Linked DNA regions of Mus musculus: region 2 is linked to region 1. The links are chromatin contacts, called in public promoter capture Hi-C maps. All regions are on one chromosome and are shown on one strand. Each heading gives the region's core, a stretch centred on a gene start, on an enhancer-like site or on the middle of the called end of the contact. The rest is flanking DNA. Distances are from core to core; before and after follow the strand shown.

Evidence for each region. Promoter capture Hi-C pulls out the DNA fragments that hold promoters and counts their contacts.
Region 2: a promoter capture Hi-C map of hippocampal neurons shows a contact between it and region 1, with 4 times the contacts expected there. The contact joins the promoter of Btbd18 here to the enhancer-like site in region 1. A contact is called at or near these places in 5 of 39 promoter capture datasets (the 3T3-L1 cell line, the HPC-7 cell line, cranial neural crest and 2 more), 3 of 484 Hi-C or Micro-C datasets (the HPC-7 cell line and cortical neurons), 3 of 115 datasets of contacts at active chromatin or transcription factors (bone marrow-derived macrophages and pro-B cells) and 2 of 9 other capture datasets (adipose tissue and macrophages).

The regions. Positions count from the first base shown.
Region 1 is chr2:84,023,998-84,026,697 of GRCm38.p6, reverse strand. No RefSeq gene overlaps it. Among named protein-coding and RNA genes, the nearest start is that of Zswim2, 84 kb to the right of the region's middle. Within about 2 kb of position 1,282, at least 18 of the 459 cell types and tissues checked have an H3K27ac peak or open chromatin away from gene starts, as enhancers often do. A contact at or near this core is called in adipose tissue and hippocampal neurons, where this site is marked.
Region 2 is chr2:84,657,753-84,660,452 of GRCm38.p6, reverse strand. It overlaps Btbd18 (BTB (POZ) domain containing 18), which reads right to left and starts at 1,374. Exons shown (of 5, transcript NM_001145100.1): 1 at 860-1,374; 2 at 272-356. It also overlaps a transcript of Ctnnd1 not described here.

The DNA.
Region 1 (2,700 bases), core at 33-2,532:
AGACCAAATTATCAGGCAAGTCGTTTAAAGTGGAAGTAAAGAGAACAGCACTTAAGTGCATGGTCTTCAAAGAATAGGGACCCTGCCCACTTCATTCTGTCCAAATACAGTTCACAAGTGATGAGTCGTCATGGGTGAGCTTGCAGAAGCAGGCTTGGCCCAGGGCTAGTGAGCTGAAGATCTCCCTAATGATGTAAAGAAAAATTCTCAGATCTCAGACCCAGTTAGACCTGAGCTCATCTACGATTAGCTTTATGGCTTCTAGTTGATAGTTAATTTTCTAGTTCATGAAATATAGACAGAAATGTATACTAAAGGTGTTGTATTGAATTAATACCCCAACACCACATTAACTGGCATAAAGCGGGTCCTCGGCAAATTTGCTTTGAAACCATACATTCTTTGTTGAAAAAAGAGTTTATCTAGTCAGCACTAGTCACAATATTCACAATGCCTAATCAATAGGGACACACACCAAGAGATGAATGATACAAAATAAATGTATGTTGCACCATAGTCTCTTTATTAGCTGTAAAAGCAGAATTACCTCACTTGAAGAAAAATTGTGTGCAGCTGGAGTCTGTAACAAGTAGCAAAGTTATCCAACAAAGAAATTACTCATGTTTCTTTCATGTGTGGAGAAGAGAAGAAAGAAGAGAAATAGGCTAACAGAGAGACACAGAGAAATACAGAAAGGTGAGAAAAGAGAGGACAAAAATCTAGGGAAAAGGACAGGACCTCAGAGGAGGGCAAAGTGAAGTGATGAAAACCATCTGATCTCTAGATGCACACACATACACACAGACACACACACACACACACCAAAGTCACAGTGACTTCCATTAATTTGTACAATTAATTATAATTAAAAAAGAAGAAGAGTGAAATCTCTTTATGCTTGGTAATGATTTTCTTAGCATTTTAATCTGCACTAGAGGGGACTTTAAATTTTGTGTAAATTAACTTCATTCTTTATTAGTTATTTACTAAAGCGTCGCTCTATTAAGATCTTAAAATCTCCACATCAACCTAAAACTGGGTAGCTCCCATGTGTACCTCTTATTTAAGAGTTTCTAAGAACATTCATCTGGGATCAGTCTAGTCACCAATGTGTACTAAACCATCTGTGCTGGGGTAGTCTTGTTCTCAGTCACTAGATCAGTTATTTTGTTGTCATAAGATGCATACTAACTATTCAGCTTCGCCATCCCCCTAGGAGCTAAGCTGATGCCAATTAGTGCACAGCACTGGATTATCTCATCACGGCATTGTGAAATTAGTTGTTCTGCCAGCAGCTCTTTGTAGCCAGCAAGTCCAACACTTGGTCAGTGACGTGCATCCTCAGCAGCTTTCTCCTAAGACATCGGTAGAGAAAGTCCCTCCACAAATTTTGACTCACATGACATTTTAACAGCTGCTATTCTTCATGATTACTATTTCTCTCACACTGACATGAGTAGAAGGACAGACTGTGAAAGAAAACTCAGTTTGGTAAGAAAATTTTCATGAGAATTGGCATTAGAAAATGAAAGATTTATTCTGATTTAATAAACCCTAACTTGGGTACTTAAATATTCTCGTGCAATTTTTTTCTCTCTGTGGATTATGCTATGGAGAAAATAGGATAAAGTGTCTGAAAGAGCCTGGCCCCTCATAACTGTTCAACAAATGCTACTTCTTTTGACTTCTCTTCCTTTTCCATAATAACTGCCTAACCTGCTTGATGGCTGCTATTAAAATAGGAAGAACTTGATCGAAGAAAAGTCTACTTTAACAGCACAGCTTTGCTCACAGATCCTTGATTACATTCACTTTGCTCGCCAATATCAGTCTTACTTTTACAGAACATTTATGCATTCAGAGATCTGGGAGGAGGATACGAGTGATTTTTTTCCAAAAGTATTGTGTTTGTTTGCATTATACATATGTGCTTATGCGGGTGTGTGCACTTCTGTGGGGGGTCTAAATGCATGTGTGTGCATGTGCACGTGGTGACCGGAAGCCAACATAAAGTGTATTCCTTGATTGTTATCCGATTTACTTTTTGAGATAAGGTCTCTCACTGGACCTGTTGTTCATGGATAGAGCTAAGCTGACTAACCAGAGGGCTACATTGACCCTTGTGGCTCCCTCCATTCCAAACCCTAAGAGCAGGATTGCAGACACATACTCTCATATCTGACATTGTGTGGGTGCTAGATGGAGAGCCAAACTTAGGATTCATGCTTGTGAAGGAAGCGTTTACCAACTGAGCAACCTCCCTAGCTCTCAACCTCAATCTTGTTTTGTTTTTTGTTTTGTTTTGTTTTGTTTTGTTTTGTTTTGTTTTGTTTTGTTTTGTTTTGTTTTGTTTGGAGCACTTCTATGCCTGGAATTCAAAAAGGGTGACACATTGTTATGTAAACATTGCTTACTAAAGACTTAATGGATGTGAAAAAGAATGAATGTGCTTAGTACATTGAATTACACACATTCCTATAGATATTCTTAAAATCTAAGAAAATCTATTTGGTTGAATCTTCCACTTCATATCCTTTCCTTTGGTTTAATTTGAATAGATTTATCAGAAGTGGAGCCTCTAGTTTCAAATCAAGAGACATCATTAATGGAATGAAATTTTGCACACCAATCTAAAAACACAGTAATAGTCATTAATTTTTCAACTTGTCAGTAGCAACTGTGTTAATGTAATAGTGCCTA
Region 2 (2,700 bases), core at 125-2,624, 630 kb before region 1:
CAGGATGTGGGAGGTCTTGCAGAGAAACAAGAGCAAAGTGAGTTGTTGACTGACCAAAGTGAGCCAGACTGGCCTCATCAATTTGCAATACTGTGGACTTTGTGTCCCTGGTTAACTGCCTGGCTAACAGTGGAGCGAGGAGAGGTAAGCAGTTGACTCTTCTCCACCAAATAAAATGAATATTCTGACCTACACGTCTAGTTTGTGTGTGTGTGTGTGTGTGTGTGTGTGTGTGTGTATGTGTCATGACCACTTCCCCACCTCCACTCACCGTACAACTGTGCGTTCTTTTTCCGGTACCGTTACGTAGTTTTCTGTCAGGTAGCACTGAAGAGTCCAAATAGTTCACGTCAAAACTATCAGGAAAGAAAAGAGCGAGTAAGTAAATTAAGAAGGCGAAGCGTCGGGCGTGGTGGCGCACGCCTTTAATCCCAGCACTAGGGAGGCTGAGGCAGGCAGATTTCGGAGTTCGAGGCCAAGCCTGAGTTCCAGGACAGCCAGGGCTAAACAGAGAAACTGTCTTGAAAAAACAAAAACAAAAAAAGAACGCAAAGCATCAGCTGGGTTTGGTGGTCTGGTGTCCTTATGTCTGCAATCTTAGCTATTATTCAGGAGGCCAAGGCAGGAGTATTATATGTTTCAGATCCGCATGGGCAATTTAGCGACCTCCATTCTCAAAATAGAACTTGGGTAGAGGTCTTGCCTGGCTTGTGTGTGGCCTTATACTACGAAAGAGGATGGGAAAGACTACTAATTTTCATCCCCGCCCTTGGAAATGTAGAGGAGCGAGGCCCCAGTTGCAAGGGTGAGGGAAGGATTTCCAAAGCATCAAGGCCTTAGCCGTGTCCTCAGACCCAACCTGAAATTGTTCTGCAGTAGAATTTGTTCCTGTTGTCCTCACTTTCCTCCGGTCCTCTTGTCTGCTTGCTGGTCTCCTCCTAATGTCCAGCCTCAAGCCGAAAGGTTGCGACAAGCAGCAGAGGTTGCCCCCACAACCTCAGCGATCCCCTCCCACTCCAGAAACAAGAAAATGAGGGTTAGTGGCGAAACGGTGGCACAGAAGGCCCTGCAAAGCAGGTCACCCCCACACGCCTGGGGCCCCCAGGCCCAACTCCTTTGAAGAAGGCTCTTCGGCGCGAGGGGTGCTGGGAATGGAGCAAGGCGCTAGTGGAGGCCTGAAATCAGGGCTGGCCCTCGCGGTCACCGCTGGCTTCGTCCACACGGGTTCTGTAGTTTCTCCTTGGCGCCCTCGGGCCGCTGCGGGTCTCCAGCACCCACATGCACTGGGAGTGATGACGACGAGGTCTGAGGCCACGCGGCCCAGGCTAAACACCGCGCGCTGCCAGCCTCGCGCTCCGGGCGTCGAGGGTTCCTGACTGCTTCCTTCCTCCCTCCGCGCGTCCGGAATACGTCATCCTCATTGGACGGCCGCTCCTGGGCGAGCCAATCAGACGAGGAGGGGCGCCTTGGTGGGAGGCGAAGTCTCCAGGGAGTTGACGCCGAGGGGAGCCGGCTGGGCTGTGGCGAGAGGTAGGGCACATGGGCCTGCATGGGAGGGATTCTTCTGGAATCTGCCTTGGCCCAGAGCACATGGAGGACAGGGCCAAGACTTCTGCTTAAATTGGGAGGGCTTCGAAGCGGTTGAGGTACTTTTTTTTTTTTTTTTTTTTTTTGGTGTGCGTGTTCTTCTTGAAGAGGCTGCAAATAACCGTTGTCCTGGCTAGATCCTTCTAGATCTTTTGGAGAAAAAAAACCAAACATACGTTTCTGCTTGCAAGATTGCTGATTAAGATAGGTATTTTCTAAGAAGAGACAGGTTCAGAAAAAAAAAAAATACGGACTGGTTTCTGACCACCTTTCCCCCTGCTCCTCGCCCCCCCCCCCCCCCCCCAGGCCCCATGGATTCAGTTCCAGTCCTGAATCTCAGAGAAGTGGTGACTCAAGTTGTGGGGAGGCTCAGATTCTGACTACAAGCTTTTCAGTGATGGTACTAAAAACAATGATTTAAAAAAATTGTTTTTTCAAGGAATGAGTTTAGCATGGTAGTATATGCCTTTTTTGGTGTTTCGAGACAGGGTTTCTCTGTGTAGCCCCGGCTGTCCTGGAATGCACTCTGTAAGTCAGGCTGGCCGCAAACTTAGAAATCCACCTGCCTCTGCCTCCCAAGTGCTGCTGGGATTAAAGGCATGTGCCACCACTGCCTGACCTTTTTTGGGGGGTGGTGGTGGTGATGGTAGTACACACCTTTAATCCCATTTCTAAGAAGGCAGAGGCAGGCAGATCTCTGACTTCCAGGCCATCCTAGTCTCCATAATGATTTCTAGGACAGCCAGAGCTATGTAGAGAGAACCTGTCAATACACCAAAACAAACAACAAAACCACCACTAGCTGTCATGGTGGTGCACACTATTAGTCCCAGCAGAAGCAGAGGCAGATGTTTGTGGGTTCAGGCCCAGCCTAGTCTACAAAACGAGTCCAGGACAGCCAGGGCTCTGTCACAAAAAATCAAACCAGAACAGTAGAATTGATTGAGCAGGTACAATTCCATTGTGGACTATTCTGGGGGAAGTGGAAGGAAAATATTTTACCCACTTATTAGTATATTTTTATCAAAGCTAAAATAATGTTTAAGAAATAGATTTTGTTGGTTGACTTGGTTTTTCGTTTCTTTTCTTTTCTTTCTTTCTTTCTTTCTTTTT